2 separate regions of the Mus musculus genome follow, and region 1 is linked to region 2. Evidence: chromatin contacts called from public Hi-C data. All regions are on one chromosome and are shown on one strand. The core of a region is the stretch at or near the end of the contact, and the rest is flanking DNA. Distances in the headings are between cores, read along the strand shown. Region 1 overlaps Gm34739 (a long non-coding RNA gene). Region 2 holds the start of Cobll1 (Cobl-like 1).

Region 1 (3,752 bases), core at 1,160-3,659, 160 kb after region 2:
TTTACATGTATATAATTCTGTCTGTATATCATGCATTTATAAAATTCTGTATATTCAGTAAGAAGATTATTTAAACATGCTCTTATTGTACACCGATGAGCTCAGATTTTCTTGAAGGCTTTCTGTTTCGATTAGGTCTCAGAGATGCATTCATTTAAAATAACAAAAACATAGCTACACATAGCGAAAGGTTGAGACTTGCTAAGATGAAAGCCAGATCCAGTTGCTTAAAAAAGAAAATCATGTAGGACGAGTGTATAATTTCCCTACTATCTTTGGGCTTGGAGAAATGCCCAGGTTAGTGACAAAGGAAACTTTGGGAAGAGACTCTAAATCTACCACACTGTAAGAGAGGAAAATGGAAAATCAGATGGATAGCTTCATTTAAAAGCACAGCCAGGAAGAATCTTGGAGCGTTCAACACATAATAGTAGGATTTCGATGGACTTTCTTTTTGTCTAATTGAAATATTACTATGATTTACCAGTTGAAATTATTGTGCCATAAGCAACCAATGCAGCTGCGAAGCATTAGCTACAGTCCATCACCACGAGCTGCTCTGTGGCCGACTTTTCTCATCCTGCATTCATCCAGTCTTAAGACCCATCGCCCTCTTTGGCAAATTGCATTTGCCCATTTTAAACGGTTTGATTTTATTTTACTTTTTTGCATTTTTTCTTCTTACTGATTTCTTGTGAGTTTCCCATCATGCACTCCAGTCCTGCTCAGCTCCCCGTCCCCCCATGTCTGCCCTTTGCCCTTGCAGTCTCACCCCCCAAAATGGCAAAAACAATAGACAAGATCAAACCACAGAGAACATCTCATAGTGGAAGCTGTAGTATCCCATAGTATATCCCTCACACTCCTGGCTCACCCATGTTCCCATCACTAGGGCCAGTTCTACTGTACTGTCCCGGTGACATGCAGGGCCTGCTTTCTTGAGTGCTGCAGCTAGAGAGCTGCAGGGCTCTCCTATGCTCATGACCCTGTGGGCAGCTTTCCCTGCTGCCAGAGGAGGCGACCATTAACTCTGCACCCATGCCACCCCAAGTCAGGGTCAGATTTCCAACACTCATGCCTTTGGGCCAGCTTAGGGACACCCCAGCCACCAGAACCAGTTCCACTGTGCTGCCTGGGTGAGAGATGGGGCCAGCTCTCCAGAGCACAGCAGCCAGTGAGGGGCAGGGCCCGTTTTACATAGCCCTAGACATCCCCGTGCTTCCTGGAGGCTGCCTCGACCAGGGATGTCTACTGAGCCATGGATATTGACTCCGGCCCTTGCCACTGTGTAGCCAAGAACCCAGACCTTGCCCTCAGTAGCAGCTCGGGTTGGGACCTTACCACGGCCCCAGGTGGTGGGGCTGGGCACTCACAGCAGGCTACTTCTCTCGACCCTCCAGACTTCAGTACCATCTATCTTCATAATGCTCAAGCTGGCCCACTTCTCTTTCTCTCCCATTTGACCACCACAAATATTATGCATTGTGGTAACTCCTACTGCAAGATGGCGACATGGCTGATGGGCCCTTGGGTGGCATCCTCCATCTGTGCCACTTGAAGTGGCAGTAAGCCAGTGTCTAGGGTCCACCTGGGCCATTCTCTGGAGGGCAGGTCTGTGGGTGGCAATGGCAGTTCATGGGTGTCTCTGTCTGTCTTCCTCCTCTCGTGCCACACTGCTTGGATTTGATTTGATTTGATTTTGATTTTTGATTTGTCCTAGGCATAAAACAGCGTTGGCCACCAAGCCAGTCATTAATCTTGGATGGACAAAGGACTGCCATCTGCTCTGCCCCTTATATAAGAAAAATACCACCCAAAAGCTGCCTCTTTGCTCATTGCCATGAGGTAAAAGTTCTTGTTTTTAACTATGCATACCGTGTATTTGTGTGTGTGTGTGAGTGGGGGGGGGGGGGGTAGAGAGAGAGAGAAAAAAGAGAGAGAGGGAGGGGGGGAAGAGAAGGTGCAGGTGCTCTAAGAGAACAGAGGAGGGTTCCAGATCTCCTGGAGGTGGAGTTACAGTCAGCTCTGGGATCTTAATCAGGATGTTAGTCTCACTCGGATGATGTCTTGAATCTAGGGTGCTGTTTCTCATTAAATGCTCTCACCTGGAGATCTGGACACTCAGGTTCAAGGTTGAAGCGTCTCACAAGTTTCTAGCACTGATGATGCCTTGTTCTGTGGGAAGCAGGGATAACAGCTTCTACAATCACAACACCAAGAGCTGTTTCTATAGCACTACTTTATTTAATAAGGGTTTTCCTTGGCAGGAAACCACCAGGAAGCTGACAAATGTAGTTGAAAGCCCAAATCAAATCATTTGCTGAAGAGAGAATCTCTTGTACTAATGGAAGCTTCATCCACCAATCAAAAGCCGATTGGCCAATGAAGTGAGGCAGGAAATAGGAGGTGGGCGTTTCTGCAGAGAGAAGAACTCTGGGATAGAGTCATGCTTCAAGCATTTAACCAGAACTCTGAGGGAGACTGGCACGTGAAACCGAAGGAGAGGTAACTAGCCACATGGCATGGTTTAGACGAGTTTAAACCAGATAACTGAGCTATGAAGTAGCTGAAATGCGTCAAAGCTATTGGCCTGGGCATTTATTAATCTATAAGAAGTCTCAGAGTTGTTATTTCGTAGAAGTTGGGCACGGACAGAAAAGCCCATGGTTACAATTTGCTGCCCGTTACCTGAAATAATATTAACTCTGAAATAAATTTATGACCTTGTTTTTTTATGGCCCCCTTTTAATAACGATAAATTTTTAAAGTAAAAGTCAGTCAAACTGTTTTAGTCCTCTGTAGAAGTGTGTTTCGCCAGAGCTTGCAGCCAGCAAGCTTGCTAGCTCCTTCCCTGCTACTTCCCACGTGTAATTCAGAAGAAAGGAAGGAAAATGGGGGAGCCAGGGGCACTCACAAGTGGGTGGTGGCTAGGCACAGCTCCTTACGTTTGTATGAATACGGTGATGGCCTTAGTCTGGAGCGAAGGCTGCTGAACTTCCTTGTTGAAATCCATATTGACTCCATGTCCCTTTGCTCTCTCCGGACACTTGAGTACCAGACCCCACGAGTGAAATGTTGTGAATTACCCAAGCTCAGGTGTTCGCAACACTGTGCACACTTTGTAAACTGACCCTTGGGGCTTTCCAGCTCAGTCCACTCCATGTCCCAGAGATGAGATATGCAGGCTCTTCCATTTCTGTGGGGAGAAGTAATTAAAGTTCTCTTACATCATCCTCACTAGGTTTAGCTACCTCTGTCATACACACTTTTTAAGAAAACCTACTTTCTACATTCTGAAGTAATTAATATGGAATTAGGGCTATTTGATGTTGGAGGTCATGTGAGGTCAACTGATTAGTTGACTCAAGGATGAGGTAACTTCCTTCTATGGACTTTAGTTGACTTGAACTAATCATATTTAATGGATAAAATCTGACCAATTAAATTTACTAGAACATCATTATCATTTCATCTCTATATTGTTTTATAGAATTGTATGAAATTGTCTTAAATTAGTCTCTAAAGCATCTTTTAGTGGCTATTTCTTTCCAGCACAGTAGGCAAAACGTTCTCCCAGGTTTAAGAGGCAGGGTCAACAACTTTAAAATTGGACTAGCTGTAAATTATGTTGAAAGGCAGTAATTAAAACCATAAAAATTATCATGAATATAATGAATGATGGACAGCGTGTTTTTAAATAACATAAACCATAGAAACCCCAGGAAATGCCAGAAGAAGAAATGGCCAGAACC
Region 2 (3,846 bases), core at 347-2,846:
TGCATGTTTCCTCTATGTAAGCATTACACTAAATATCTGTTAGATTAGTCATGTTGCCTTGAGACTCTTCCATGTTTCCTCTAGACAACTGCCAATGCTCGCATGGCCTCTGATGAATAAACATGCTGTGACTTGCTCCTAAGGAAACGCCTGTCATGTTCCAGGGAAAAATGACTTCTTCACTCTTAAACCAGGGGAAAAAAAAAAAAAAGAACGACTTTCATTCATTGCTTACAAAGTCGCCTGTTCCTTAATGTTCCAATTTCCGGAATTTTCATACTCTGCTTAAGGCATTTCTAGGTTCTGATTAACAAAGAAAAAGAGAAACTGGGGGTGCTTTATGGCAAAGAGGCTACATGACAGCAGTGAGGCGGTCTCACCTAGGACAGGGTTGTGTAGCTTGACCATTTACTACGACAAAGGTTATTCTCAAGTTCTCCTTGGCCCTTGCAGGACTACCTGTTCCCACCACTGTTTACCCAAACGTTTAACAGAGTGATGTTTAGCATATTTGGCAGGAAGGCATGCTTCATTTAATATTAACTCACCATGTGACAGCCCCTTCCCTTCCAATCGCTCCTCAAACACGTGACGGTAAAAAAAAAAAAAAAAAAGTATAGGTGTTTGCCAATGCGACTGACTTCGCACTCGGCTTTGGCATCACCAATTGGCCAGAAGCACATACACACACACACCCCCAGTCAGAGGCGAGCACCCCGCCTGCTCCCGGAACTGTCAAGCCGGGCTGACAGCTGGCACACCTTGCTGCGCCCTCCGTGGACTTTCAGGAAGCCCCTTCCTTGCAGTCACCTTGACAGAAACCATCCTCCTGGGCTGGAGCGCTTGGCTGTGGAAACTTTTCCTTCCTTTCCCGGAGCGCGCTTACAGGTGTCGTCCCCCCCGCCGCTACAGAGCCCCAACAAGGGGCCCTTTGTTACCACTTTTGCTCCGGGACTCCTCACCCAACGCCTGCCATTCGCCTGGCCTTCCGTAACCCCGATCGGAAAGCTTGCCCAAAGTACCGAACCCCCCACCCCGACTCGTCCGGGAGGACGCAGTCTCCCGCCCGCGTGTGGGTCGGCCCGGGAGCCCGGCGGCCCCGCGGGGAGCTCGCCTCGGGCAGGTGAAGCGCGCGAGGCCTCGGCGGCCGGGAGGGAGGCTTACTTACCCTGCGGAGCCCGCGGGCTGCATGGCGGGGGTGCGGGGCGCGCTGCGGGGTAGGGGATCCGGGACGCTGCGGTCCATCGCGCTGCTGGCCGCGGCGCGGGCTCGGGCTCGGAGGCGGCGCGTCACTGCTAGGGTGGGAGAGGCCGGCGGGTCAGGGCGGGAGCGGCCGGGCCAAGAGCCCGCCTCGACCCACGGCAGCCAGGGGCGGCCCCGCCTCCCCGGGGCGCTTCCACCTGCCGGTCGGTCCCTGCCCGAGGGCGCCGCGACGACGGCTACAGGTCCCCGCCCCGGCCGCAGCCCGCAGCCAGTCCCGGGCGAAGGGGCGGCGCGCGGCAGCCCGGGCTGTGAAGGAGGAGGAGGAGCGGACCGGGCGCGGGACGGTCGCCACGCCCGCAGTGCTTGGGCTCCAGCGGCCCGCTGCGCACCAACTGAATCCCGTGCAAACTTTTCCGGAGGAGCTGCGAACCACAGCGCCCCCGCCTTCCCAAGCCACTGCCCGCTTTAGGGGACCCGGCCCGTCCAGGCTCCGCTCCTCCCCCGCACGGCTAGCTCGGACGCCCGGAGCGAGCGCGCGGCGGAAAGCGGCCGGCCCCCGGCCGCCGCGCCCGCGCCCCAACTCACCCTGCCCCATGGCCCTGCCGGGAGCCCCGAGCTCGCAGCCGCCTCGGCCACCTCGCTCTGCAGAAGTGAGGGTGACGAGGTCAGCATCGGAGCGAGCAGAGCAGCCAGCCGGAGAGGGGACGGGTAGGGCGAGCGGGCGGGGACGTGGAGCGAGGAGGAATTTCCTACCCCACCCCGCACCCCTCCGCGGAGCACGCGGCTTTTAGGTACCGCGGGGGAGGCCGGTGGAGAGGAAGCGTCTAGGCTGCTCGTTTTAGTCCCCACTGACACTGAGTAGCTTTGGGAAGCCTCGCGAACCCAAGAGGAAGAGTGGGCGGACAGGGAGGCTACCTGGCCAGCAAAACCCCAGGGAGGACCCAAGCTGTAGCGGAAGTGAGGAGAGCTCATGGACCGAGTCCTGCTGATTGACCACCTGCAGTCTGACCTTCGAAGTGCAGGATTTTCTTTTTAACCTTACTGACCCCTACGGTTGCTAGCCCTTAAAAGGCACCTCTGACATTGTGATCTTTTTAATCCCTGGCAGGTTTAAGCTCGTCCAGTCTTCCCAGACATGCCTCTCTTGATGTAAACAGCCAACAGCTGGGATTTGAGGACTGGACGTTCTCATGATGACAGTCTATAAGCTAAGAAAGAACAGCAGAGATTTAGTGGCCTCCTGGAAGTTTCACAGGAATAAAGGAATCTCAGACAGTGCTTGCTTGTTTGTAGTTTCGGTTCCTGCAAGAGTTCTTCTCAGAGGAGACGTGCCACCTGACAACCGGGTGCATATTGTCTCCTTACCCTTAGACCCTTGCCAACTGTTTTAAAGTAAATCATATTGATGAGTCCAAAAGCGAACATCAGGAAATAATGCTAAATTAAAAATATATAAATGGATACCTCAAGTGGCAAATCTGTAGGCATAAAAACATGATGTAGGATAACAAAGGACTTAACATTTTTGGTTCACATTAAAATTAAACTAGTATTTATAACCCGTGCTTAATTAAAGGTTCTTTGTTGCTCATTCATTACAACCACCACCAATAATTTCTGGAACCAAAAGTACTAACTACTACTCCACATAATTGGATTTTGTCTCTTTCCTCTCCCTTGTGGTGAATATGGTCTCAGTACATCTTTGAATATGAAATGGAGGTGAAGATCGTGGTGACTTCTGCGATGACTGTGTTAGAACTCTATCATTAAAAGTTGCTTTTAAATAATTTGACTAATAACGAGGCAATTGTTTGAAATGGATCTGGATTTTAGACTTTAAATAATAACACTGGTTTGACAAGTTCATGAATCCTTTCTGACCGTAAATGGATAAGCAGATTTACAGCTGTTGCATAGACAGGCTGTAAATAGCAAGGAACACTGAAACTACTTAAAGTTTATAACTTTGAATCACAGGATCAAGCACTTAATTAGTTTCAACCTTGATTTATGGCATCCTAGTACTATTATGGATTCCAGTTAGGCTAATCTTTAAGAGATTTTTACAACATTTCGTAACTGCTGAGTGCAATTTTCATGACACCACTTTTCCCTTACATCCTTTTGTTCTTGGGCACCGGGCAGGGTCATACTTTCCACACACTGAAATTGAGCCTACCCAAATGGCTTGCTTGACAAGTGAGATGTTTCATTTCCTGGTAGAATCACGTTAAGGAGAGTGCTGAGCCTGCTGTAACCTACTCTTGTCATCCTGCAGAGATGGGTCAAGATGGAGGTGACACTAAGTTGAAGGATCCTAAATATGTTACACTATTACCCTGAGCACCTCTTCTTGGAGAGGCTCGGGGTTTGCAGCAGAATCCCCCAAAGCACTAATTATCTATTTTGAGATTAAGTCAATAAACTGTTCAGCATCTTTCAGAACCAAGACTATACTTCATATTCTTATACATTACTGTCTATGCTGTAATCTTGTAACTGCATAATTTATCGGCAATGGTAATCATTGTTTTTAAATAACCCCCCTTTTTTTTAACATAATGCTGGAAAACAGCCCCTTCCCAGTCCCTCTGAAAGTTGTCCAAGTCTGTCCAGATGTTGCTCCATTTTCTTGTTTGG

What was found. Hi-C and Micro-C count contacts between places; a contact is called where the count stands out from the background.
Region 1: a Hi-C map of the N1E-115 cell line shows a contact between it and region 2, with 2.4 times the contacts expected there. The contact joins the enhancer-like site here to the promoter of Cobll1 in region 2. A contact is called at or near these places in 2 of 39 promoter capture datasets (the 3T3-L1 cell line and 3T3-L1-derived adipocytes), 3 of 484 Hi-C or Micro-C datasets (the HL-1 cell line, the N1E-115 cell line and pre-B cells) and 1 of 9 other capture datasets (liver).

Annotation. Positions count from the first base shown.
Region 1 is chr2:65,399,837-65,403,588 of GRCm38.p6, forward strand. It overlaps Gm34739 (a long non-coding RNA gene), which reads right to left. Exons shown (of 4, transcript XR_374587.2): 3 at 2,946-3,196; 4 at 1,973-2,175. Among named protein-coding and RNA genes, the nearest start is that of Gm34739, 14 kb to the right of the region's middle. Within about 2 kb of position 2,410, at least 11 of the 459 cell types and tissues checked have an H3K27ac peak or open chromatin away from gene starts, as enhancers often do. A contact at or near this core is called in the N1E-115 cell line, where this site is marked.
Region 2 is chr2:65,237,195-65,241,040 of GRCm38.p6, forward strand. Cobll1 (Cobl-like 1) reads right to left here and starts at 1,597. Exons shown (of 14, transcript NM_177025.6): 1 at 1,169-1,597. The coding sequence starts at 1,245. Gm13594 (a long non-coding RNA gene) reads left to right here. Exons shown (of 2, transcript XR_001783320.2): 1 at 1-888; 2 at 2,312-3,002.